3 separate regions of the Mus musculus genome follow, and regions 1 and 3 are each linked to region 2. A link is a contact called in public promoter capture Hi-C data. All regions are on one chromosome and are shown on one strand. The core of a region is the stretch at or near the end of the contact, and the rest is flanking DNA. Distances in the headings are between cores, read along the strand shown. Region 1 holds the start of Lysmd4 (LysM, putative peptidoglycan-binding, domain containing 4). Region 2 holds the start of Snrpa1 (small nuclear ribonucleoprotein polypeptide A'). Region 3 holds the start of Igf1r (insulin-like growth factor I receptor).

Region 1 (2,700 bases), core at 112-2,611, 1.2 Mb before region 2:
GAGGTCAGCTTACTTTGCAGCCATACTGGAGAGCCAGCTTGTTGAGGCTGTCTTCCTGAGCCAGCTCCCGCTGCAGCAGAACCATGGTGCCTGCTCCTGGCCGTTGGCTGCTGTTCTTCTGGTGCTCCTTGCCCCGGGGTCGTAACACCACCTGATGTGACTCTTCCTCAGAGGAGTCCCCAGAGTCCCCGCTGCCATTGTTGAACATGTAAACGTGGCTGTTTGGAGTCCTGCAGACAGCAGCTGGACCTTGGAAGCTCTTGGCTAACACTTCCTTCTGCCTCATTTTCTCTTAACTGAAAATCAGACCTGGAGTTAATTCCACACAAATGCTATTCATTTTCCTCTGGCTTCCTAAAGAGGACTGTCTCGTTAGTAACTTCCTAATATTGCCAATATCAAACAAACAGCATCAGGACAGAAGGACATCCTCACACCTGTCCACCTGATACTGACACAGAATAAGATCATACTTTCCCTAAGTGCTTACTGTGTGCAAAAAAGATTCCCCACCCTTCTTCCCCACCCCCAGCTGTGCTTCCCCTAGCCCACAGAAGAAACCACTGTGTCTCAGCACTGTGTGAGGTGACAACTGTTCTCAGCTCTCTGACACTGAGAATCTTACACTTAGAATCTTTGGACAAAAACCTCATTAGGCATCCCAAGGTGTCTTCAGGGGAAAGGACAGAAGCTGGGAACAACCATAGTTCTCTTATTTTGACCCTGGCTGACGTGACCTAATTGATGAGCAATGGAAAAACCTATCAAATTTCAATTTGTCCGTTTCTCACAGTCATTCTGGACTCATTTCACCCCCACGGTCCCCTTATTGCCACCTGGAGTCAAACGCCAGAGCCACAACCAACCTTTCCCTTCCAAATGGCTGGAATGAGACTCCAGGCATTCCTGGCGGTCCCTTCTGCATGGCCCTTTAAGGGAACAGCCAACCTCAGGTATCTCCCTCTGGTCTCAAATTCTGAGCCCCTGGCACCCGGGGCGGCCAAAAGAGGCCTCAGTTTCCCTCCAATGACAGGTGGGCTGTCATTAAGCAGGAGACAAAACAAATTTCAGACGTCCCCGCCCCTGGGCCTAAACAGGCCCGGCCCCAACTTTCCAAAGAATACACATCCTGCCACTCCCGCAAGCCGGCACCAGCCCTCTGTGGACACAGGCACTGGCCCTGGATTGGCAGCCCTCCACTGAGCCCACAGTGACAGGGCCAGAAGCCCTGGCCCCCCAAGTCAACCCAGCAGACCCTGCTCCAGGTTCGGGTACCTCGCTCCCAGGCTTCACCGCCACCGCGCCCGCCGATTGGCTGCAAAAAGCAGGTCTTCCGGGGGCGGGGACTAAGAGCCAACCAATGACTTCAGAGGAGGGCGGGCCCTGGCAGAGCCGGGAGGTGCTGAGAGGTCAGAATGAGGGCGGGCCCTGATGGGCGGGGCTCCAGCGTGGACCCTGGACTTGTGCTCCTATGTCATTTATCCCAGCTGTTCCCGGTTTCCCCTTCTGAGCCAGGTATCTTGGCCTCCTCGGTGGCCACAGCTTTCTGCTAAGCCTCGGTCTTCTTCCCGGCAGGAGAGACCTTTGACCCATGTGCGTCCTGATCCGTGGCCAGGAGCGTACCCAGTACGGCGGTGCGCCACTCGAGAGGCCTGACCCAGGTAGCCTCAACCTGAATCTTCGACCCAGTATCCTTTGAGGGGCCGAATGGTTGCCAGCCCCTGCCCAGAGATAAACAGAAGTCCAGGGATGTGAAATGTTGCCCTGACAACACAGACCAGAATTGGATAAAGGAGAATATGTATCATCTGGCCAGCCAGAGCGTCCCTGCTATTTGGAAAAGGGCGGAGAACCTGTGGCATTGTTTTGTAACCAAGATTAAAATCCTTAATGGAGTAAGACTCATCCAATGAATAAGGAAGAAACTAAGTGTCGTGGGCAGGCATTACACCAAAGAATGCAGATGGCTGGCCGCTGAACCAAGGTGCTAAGCCTGTCTGGGAATCAACATTGAAACAAGAGCCCAGAAATTCTTCCTATGATTTAGAATAAAACTAAAAGTCTTACTCTAAATGTCTAAGGCCAGGAAAGCACCAGGTCATGGCCCTCTCTGCTAGCCACAGGACTCTTCTTTCTGGCTTTAAACATCTGTTTAAACATTTGTTTACTTTGCCCCCCAACCCAGGAGGTGAGCCTCGCTAATATACCCAGCACATGTGTTTCCCACTGAGGTATTTGTGGTTTGTGACAGTTTACAGGCTTGGATGAGGCTGCCTGAGAAGTATGAACGCTATGTCCCACCTATCAGAGTGGGCCAGGTGCCCAGCCACATGAACAGGTCCACTGATCTGATCCCAAGTTAGTGGAGACCCACCCCATCACCAGAGGTATCCACTCGGATATCCTTCAACCCTTGTCAAACATGTTGTCCCCTCCCAAGTCCAGCCTTCTCCTGGGATAGAGGATGCAAGGTAGCAGGGGCCAACTATTTAGCTTTCTGAATATGGCTCTGAACTCCAGGGCTAAGCAGAACTGCCATGGAATGTCGAAAGTTTTGTCTTTTAATTTTTTATTTCTTTTAAAGAGTCTAAGCCAAGCCCTTCACAAGGGCACTGACCCAGTCCCCTCTTTAAGGCTCCACCTTAAAAGCTCACTTCAGAGGGTAGGGTTTCAACAGGAAGGAAAGGGGACACAAGTCAG
Region 2 (2,846 bases), core at 184-2,683:
AATAAAAGATATGGTAGCAGAATAAGCATTCTCCAGACTGCACGGTTTTCAGAGAGACAGCAGACATCAAAACTGTGCCAAGACAGTGAAAGGACCCAGATGCTCCTGAACCGGACTTTTCTCCAAGAAAGTTAATTTCATTCAACAAACACAAAGAACACTAGGATTTCCCATAGGCAGGAAGAAACTTTCAAAAATGGCAGTGCACAGCGCCCCCGAGACTTTGATTGCCTCTGGTCACAGTCTTATAATCTTAACCCCTTCCAAAGCCATCTCCTGAATAGTTAACGATTACCTCTCAGTTCTATGTTTTAAAAATCAAGTGCTACTTCTGTCAGAACTGAACAGGTGAGTTCCGCCACCCCACACACAGAAGTGACCATTATGCCACGGTCAAACAGCTCAATCTTGAAAACACCAAATTATCCGGGGCTGCGGGTCTGGCTCAGTAGCGCGAGTGCTTTCCTGACAGACATGAAACCCTGGGCTCATCCAAAGCACCATATAAACGTGGTGCAGGCATTTAAACCCAGCTCCCAGGAAGTGGAGGCAAGAGGGTCCGAAGTTCGAGATAAACCTTAACTATATAACGGTTTGAAGTCAGCTCGGAATACACGAGACGTTGTCTCAAAAACAAATGAACAAAACCAAACCGGAATTATTGGGGCAATTAAGGTAACTCTGGTACATATCCACCCTACCCTCAGGTGCCACATTAACGCTTTTGCTAAAAAACAAACAAACAAACAAACAAACAAACAAACAAAAAACACCAGCCAGCAGCCGGCCTGTCCGTAGCGTTTTCTATTTTCCTAGTCCTCCAACAGTTAAAGCTGCTCGATGAGCGGGGCAATGCCTAGTGAGTACGGTCCGGGGAAGGAATCGAGGCGCCGTGTTTGCTAGCCGGAACGCCGGTAACAAACAGCCCCAAAGGGCCCTGCGGGACGGTGGATCGGAGGCGCCCAGCCCGGGTGGAGGCCCACGGGCCAGGCTCCAGCCTCTGCGCACGCGGCGGGGCTGGTTTCCCGCAGCCACGCGCCGGGGCCGGAACACAGCCCGCGCTCCGTCTAACTCACCCCGGAGGTCCAGTTCACGGTCCCGTACGGCATTTGTGTACTGCGCCGCCTGCTCGATCAGCTCCGCCGTCAGCTTCACCATCCTGTCGCAGCCCGCGGACCCTCACCTCCGACACCAGCCTGCGCCTCCCGCCAGTGCCGTGTCCCACAGTGCACCGCGCCTCGCCGCCAGACAGCACCAATCGTATCCCCGCGCAGCTCGACCGCCAGGCTAAAGCAATCGAAGACGTAGCCCCCGTGTCTTTGCTTCTGGGTTCTGGGCTTGAGCGTGCCTGGGAGTGTGGGGAGCCCAGATTCCAGTTTTTTTAATCCAAAAGATAAGAACACGCGAGGGATGCTCTGTCTCACGTCAGTGAACCTCAAGGGAGGGGTAGTTGGGACTACTCTCCCTTCTCCACCCAACAAGGGGCGGAGACTGTGAAGTCTCCTGAAAGTCAAGTTCCTAAATGTCTAACTTGGGCTTCCGCAGGTAAGGGGCAGGACCCGTAGGCTGGATTGCCTTAAAACAGAACCCTTCTGACCTGGTACAGTCACCTTAAAGCTTGAGGGTGAACTTGTAGCCTGTAGACATTTAGGTGTTCATACCAAAGCGCTGGTCAGGTGGCTTAGAGGTTAAGAGCACTTGCAACTTTTGTAACGGACTTGAGTTGGCATTCCAATATCCGTCTGGACACCTGACAACTGCTTGTAACTTCAGCCTCAGGGGATTTGCCGTCCATTTCTAGCCTCCTCAGACACCGGCAACCGCAAACACACACACACACACACAAATAAAATAAACCATAAGTGATATTCATATTGACTAGCTGTGATGGAGAATGCCTTTAATCCTAGCAGTTTGGAGACAGAAGGAGGTGGATCTCGGAGATAGAGGCCATCCTCGCCTACAGAGCCAGTTCCAGAACAACCAGGGATACACAGAGAAACTCTATCTCAAGCAAACAAACAACACCAAAAAAATTCATACGAAGTGCAGGGGAATACACATATCAGAAATTGCCATGTGATGAGTGCCCCACAGTGAATACAATATACCTGCAGAGCCTTGGCCTCTGTCTCCAAAGGCTTAAATGCACAAAATCATGTGCATATTTTTTTAAATCATAGCTTACTAATTAATGTACATGCCCACCTGTGTATACGTGATGACCCCTTCAGCCCTAGGCCATCAACTCCAACTGAGGCTGCACCTTCACTAGTGACCATCCCTGGCCTCTCACAGTGCCAAGCCTTAAATGCACGAAATCATATGCGTATTTTTTTTAAATCATAGCTTACTAATTAATGTACATGCCCACCTGTGTATAGGTGCAGGGGAGGCTTCAGCCTAAAATTCCCTGGAGCTGGCCGTTGTGATCCTTTGGACATGTGTGCTAGAAGTCAACCCCTGGTCCTCAGCATGAGCAGAAAACACTCTTAAAAATACTTTTAGAAATTATTTGTTATATCTCTGTGGTTTTGGGCACATGAGTGCAGATACCCACAAAGGCCAGAGGTGCCAGATACTCTGAAGTCGGGGTTACACGTGGTTGCTGGGATCTGAACTCTGGTCCTCTGAAAGAGCTGTACACACTCTCTTACCTGCTGAGTCATGGAATGACTGACCTGAGAAGGAACTTGAACAGCTCACTCTCCTGCCTCCATCTTCATGTGCTAGGATTATTGGAGTGAGTTTATGTAGTGGTGACCCCTTCAGCCCTGGGCCATCAACTCCAACTGAGGCTACACCTTCACCAGTGACCATCCCTGGCCTCTCACAGTGCCAAGCCT
Region 3 (2,804 bases), core at 63-2,562, 1.9 Mb before region 2:
AGGAGGCTGCGCCCTGATGTTTGGAAACGTGTCCTGGGGCCGCGAGGCTTCCAACCATCCTGTATCTCCCCCTCAAGAACAACTTACACCCCGCAGGGTAGGAGGCTCCGAATTGCCGCCACGGAGCACTAGGTCTACCCCAGCAACCACCCGTGGAGCCTCCAAGGGTGCTGTCATGGTGAGCTGCGCGGGATGGGCGCTGGGGTGCCAAGTGGAGCGCCCCGGAGGGGGGGGGGCGAGAGTAGCGGGGTTCCCGAGGCCACCCAGACGCCAACTTCCCCACCAAGCGCCTACGCGGGGGCTGCCCCTGACCCGCCAGCGAGAAGGCACTGCCCACCCACCAGGCCGCGTGCGGGACAGCGCTCCCCGGACAGCGAAAGAGAAAGCCCTAAGGCCCTTCCCGCGCGCAGATGCGCTGAGCTAGGGCTCTAGGAGCTCCTGAGTCGTGAACTCTCGGGCCCTGCTCTACTCCGGCCTTCCGAGAGAGCCCCACCCTCCACTCCCGAGCCCCGAAGTCCGACAGCTGCGCCCGTGGCAACTGGGTTTTCCCAAACAGGGCGCAGCCCCTCGGAGGAAAAGTTCCCGCAGTGGCCGCGGGCGGCGGGCAAATACTCACTTTCTCCACTCGTCGGCCAGAGAGAGAGCGCGGCGGAGAGAAACACGAGCCCCCACAGCGAGGTCGGGGACCCTCCTCCGGAGCCAGACTTCATTCCTTTTATTTGGGACGAAATTCCCTTTTCTCAAAAATAGAAAAAAAAAAAAAAAAGAAAAGAAAAAAAGAAAAAAAAAGTCTCCAACTCAGTCCTCACTCTCGTCCAAAAACAAGAGCGCAGGCGACGATCCTCGGAAAGCGGCGTGGACAAGGAGGGTGGCGCGGGGCGGCCCCTCAGCGCCGGCAGCAGCGGCCCACGGGGCGGCGGAGTCGGGAAGCCGGGGCGCGCCGGGGCGGGCTGTCGGCGTCGTCGGCCTCCATTTGCAAACGCAGAGATGCAGAAGAAGGAGGAAAACTGTACAGAAAGAGGAGCAAAGCCCAAATCGCCGCAGGCGAGGACAAACGCCACCCGATCCCCGGAGGGAACGACCACCGGAGCCTACGCGGCGGGAGAGCGCGACGCAGTTGGCGAGACTGGTCCGAAGTCCCGGGCGCGGGCGAGGCCGGCGAGGGGCAGAAATGCGGAGTGGAAATGAATGAGCGGTTCCCCCTCCTCCGGCTCCTCCTCCTCCTCTGGGCTCCGCTCGCCGCCGCCTCCTCCCTCAGCGCCGCCGCCGCGAGCTCCTTCCCAAATCCAGGACACACACAAAGCGGCGGCCGCGCAGCGCTCAGCGCTCCCGCCGCCCCGCGTCGGCCCCCGCCCGCCGCCGACTCCGTGCGCGGGGGCTCCGGCTCGCTGAAGGTCAAAGCCGAGCACGCCGCGTGCCGTGGAGCTCTCGCAGGCACGGGGAGAGGCGTGGAGGGTCCGGAGAGCGGGGCCGAGGGTCTGCGAGCGCCGGGCGCGCCGGGACAGGCTCGCAGGCAGCTTCCCTGTCGCTCGCCTCTCTCGAGTTCGCCCGGTGCGCTCGCTCCTCCTCGGTTCCCCCCCCCCCTCCTTTTTTTTTCCGCTCAGCGGAGTTAATGCTGGTAAACAAGAACCTCAGCCTCACCGCGCCGCCGCCGCCGCCGCCACACACTGGGGGCTCTACGCGCGCGCTCTCGGGGCCGCGCACACGTGCCCGCGCGCACACTCCAAGCGGCTACAGCCGCAGTCCCGGCGCGCCGAGGGCCGGGCCCCGACTCGGCAGGCGCCAAGAGCCGGAGTTCGGGATCGCAGGGACGTGCGGAGCGGAGCGCGGGCGTGGGGAGCCGGGCCCAGGAGGCACCGCCCCCCGCGCCTCCACCCGCGCCGGCCCCCGCGCGCACACTGAGCCACGCGCGCGCCCACGCTTCCGCCCCCACCCGCACTGCGCCGGCCGGCCCTGTCCGCACCCTCCCCTCCCGCAGGACTCCAAAAAACAATGCCCGGGGCGCCGGTGGGACTCGGTGGCCAGGGGGGCGGCGGCAGGGCGGGCGGGCAGCAGAGCGGGCGGGCTGCGGGCGCGGTGGGCGGGGAGTGCGGCCTCGGAGCTTCATTGAAAACAACAACAGCGCGGCTGGAGAGCGCGCTGGCCGACTCCGTGAAAAAGCTTCATTGTTTCTTGCAGCTGTTGCAAAATAAATAAATAAGTGCATGCATGCGGCATTTTTTTCGCAGTGTGGTGGAAAGCCCGGACGCGACGGGAGGGGCACACCTGGGGGAAAGGGGACCCCTGAAGACTGCTACGCAAGGCACTTTCCACGCCAGGCTTGGGCGCCCGTGGCGGCGCTCCTTGGGTGTTCCGGTGCTTGCGCGCAGTCGGGGAGCGGACAGGGTGCGGTCCGCGAGGCTCTATTCTCGAAGCACAGCGATTCCACCGCGGGCCCCCAGCCCTGGAAAGGGAACCCAGACAGGCGGCCCCTCGTGCCCAGGACCCGTCTCCGCGGCGGCCGCCAGAGGGCGCGACCGCAGCCTGGGAGGGCTGGCTCCGGGAATGTCGCCTCCCTCCCTCCGGGGGAGGAAATGTGGGGGCCCCGAGTCGGGGACCGACTCGGCTGGGTCGTGCTAGCCGGGCCTCCCAGCCCCATTCCTCTCCCGCCCTGAGGGCGCTCCACCGCATCGTGCTGGTCCGTGCTCCACCACGTGGGCAGCTGCGGAGAAGGACCGCAGCGCGTGTCAGGCTGCGGGAACCCGCAGCTGGGGGGCGTGTCCGAGGGCTTCCCAGGGAGGGGATTGCGGGCGGGGACCCTAACC

Evidence for each region. Promoter capture Hi-C pulls out the DNA fragments that hold promoters and counts their contacts.
Region 1: a promoter capture Hi-C map of pre-B cells shows a contact between it and region 2, with 5 times the contacts expected there. The contact joins the promoter of Lysmd4 here to the promoter of Snrpa1 in region 2. A contact is called at or near these places in 5 of 39 promoter capture datasets (the C10 cell line, HPC-7-derived erythroid cells, liver and 1 more), 1 of 484 Hi-C or Micro-C datasets (CD4 T cells), 3 of 115 datasets of contacts at active chromatin or transcription factors (large pre-B cells, pancreatic cancer cells and pro-B cells) and 1 of 9 other capture datasets (liver).
Region 3: a promoter capture Hi-C map of pre-B cells shows a contact between it and region 2, with 5 times the contacts expected there. The contact joins the promoter of Igf1r here to the promoter of Snrpa1 in region 2. A contact is called at or near these places in 1 of 39 promoter capture datasets (pre-B cells), 1 of 115 datasets of contacts at active chromatin or transcription factors (pancreatic cancer cells) and 2 of 9 other capture datasets (adipose tissue and liver).

What each region holds. Positions count from the first base shown.
Region 1 is chr7:67,221,205-67,223,904 of GRCm38.p6, reverse strand. It overlaps Lysmd4 (LysM, putative peptidoglycan-binding, domain containing 4), which reads right to left and starts at 1,361. Exons shown (of 3, transcript NM_175215.4): 1 at 1,276-1,361; 2 at 14-296. The coding sequence starts at 286. 1700112J16Rik (RIKEN cDNA 1700112J16 gene) reads left to right here and starts at 1,447. Exons shown (of 3, transcript NR_131044.1): 1 at 1,447-1,661.
Region 2 is chr7:66,058,923-66,061,768 of GRCm38.p6, reverse strand. It overlaps Snrpa1 (small nuclear ribonucleoprotein polypeptide A'), which reads right to left and starts at 1,433. Exons shown (of 9, transcript NM_021336.4): 1 at 1,077-1,433. The coding sequence starts at 1,158.
Region 3 is chr7:67,950,765-67,953,568 of GRCm38.p6, reverse strand. Igf1r (insulin-like growth factor I receptor) reads right to left here and starts at 1,312. Exons shown (of 21, transcript NM_010513.2): 1 at 617-1,312. The coding sequence starts at 710.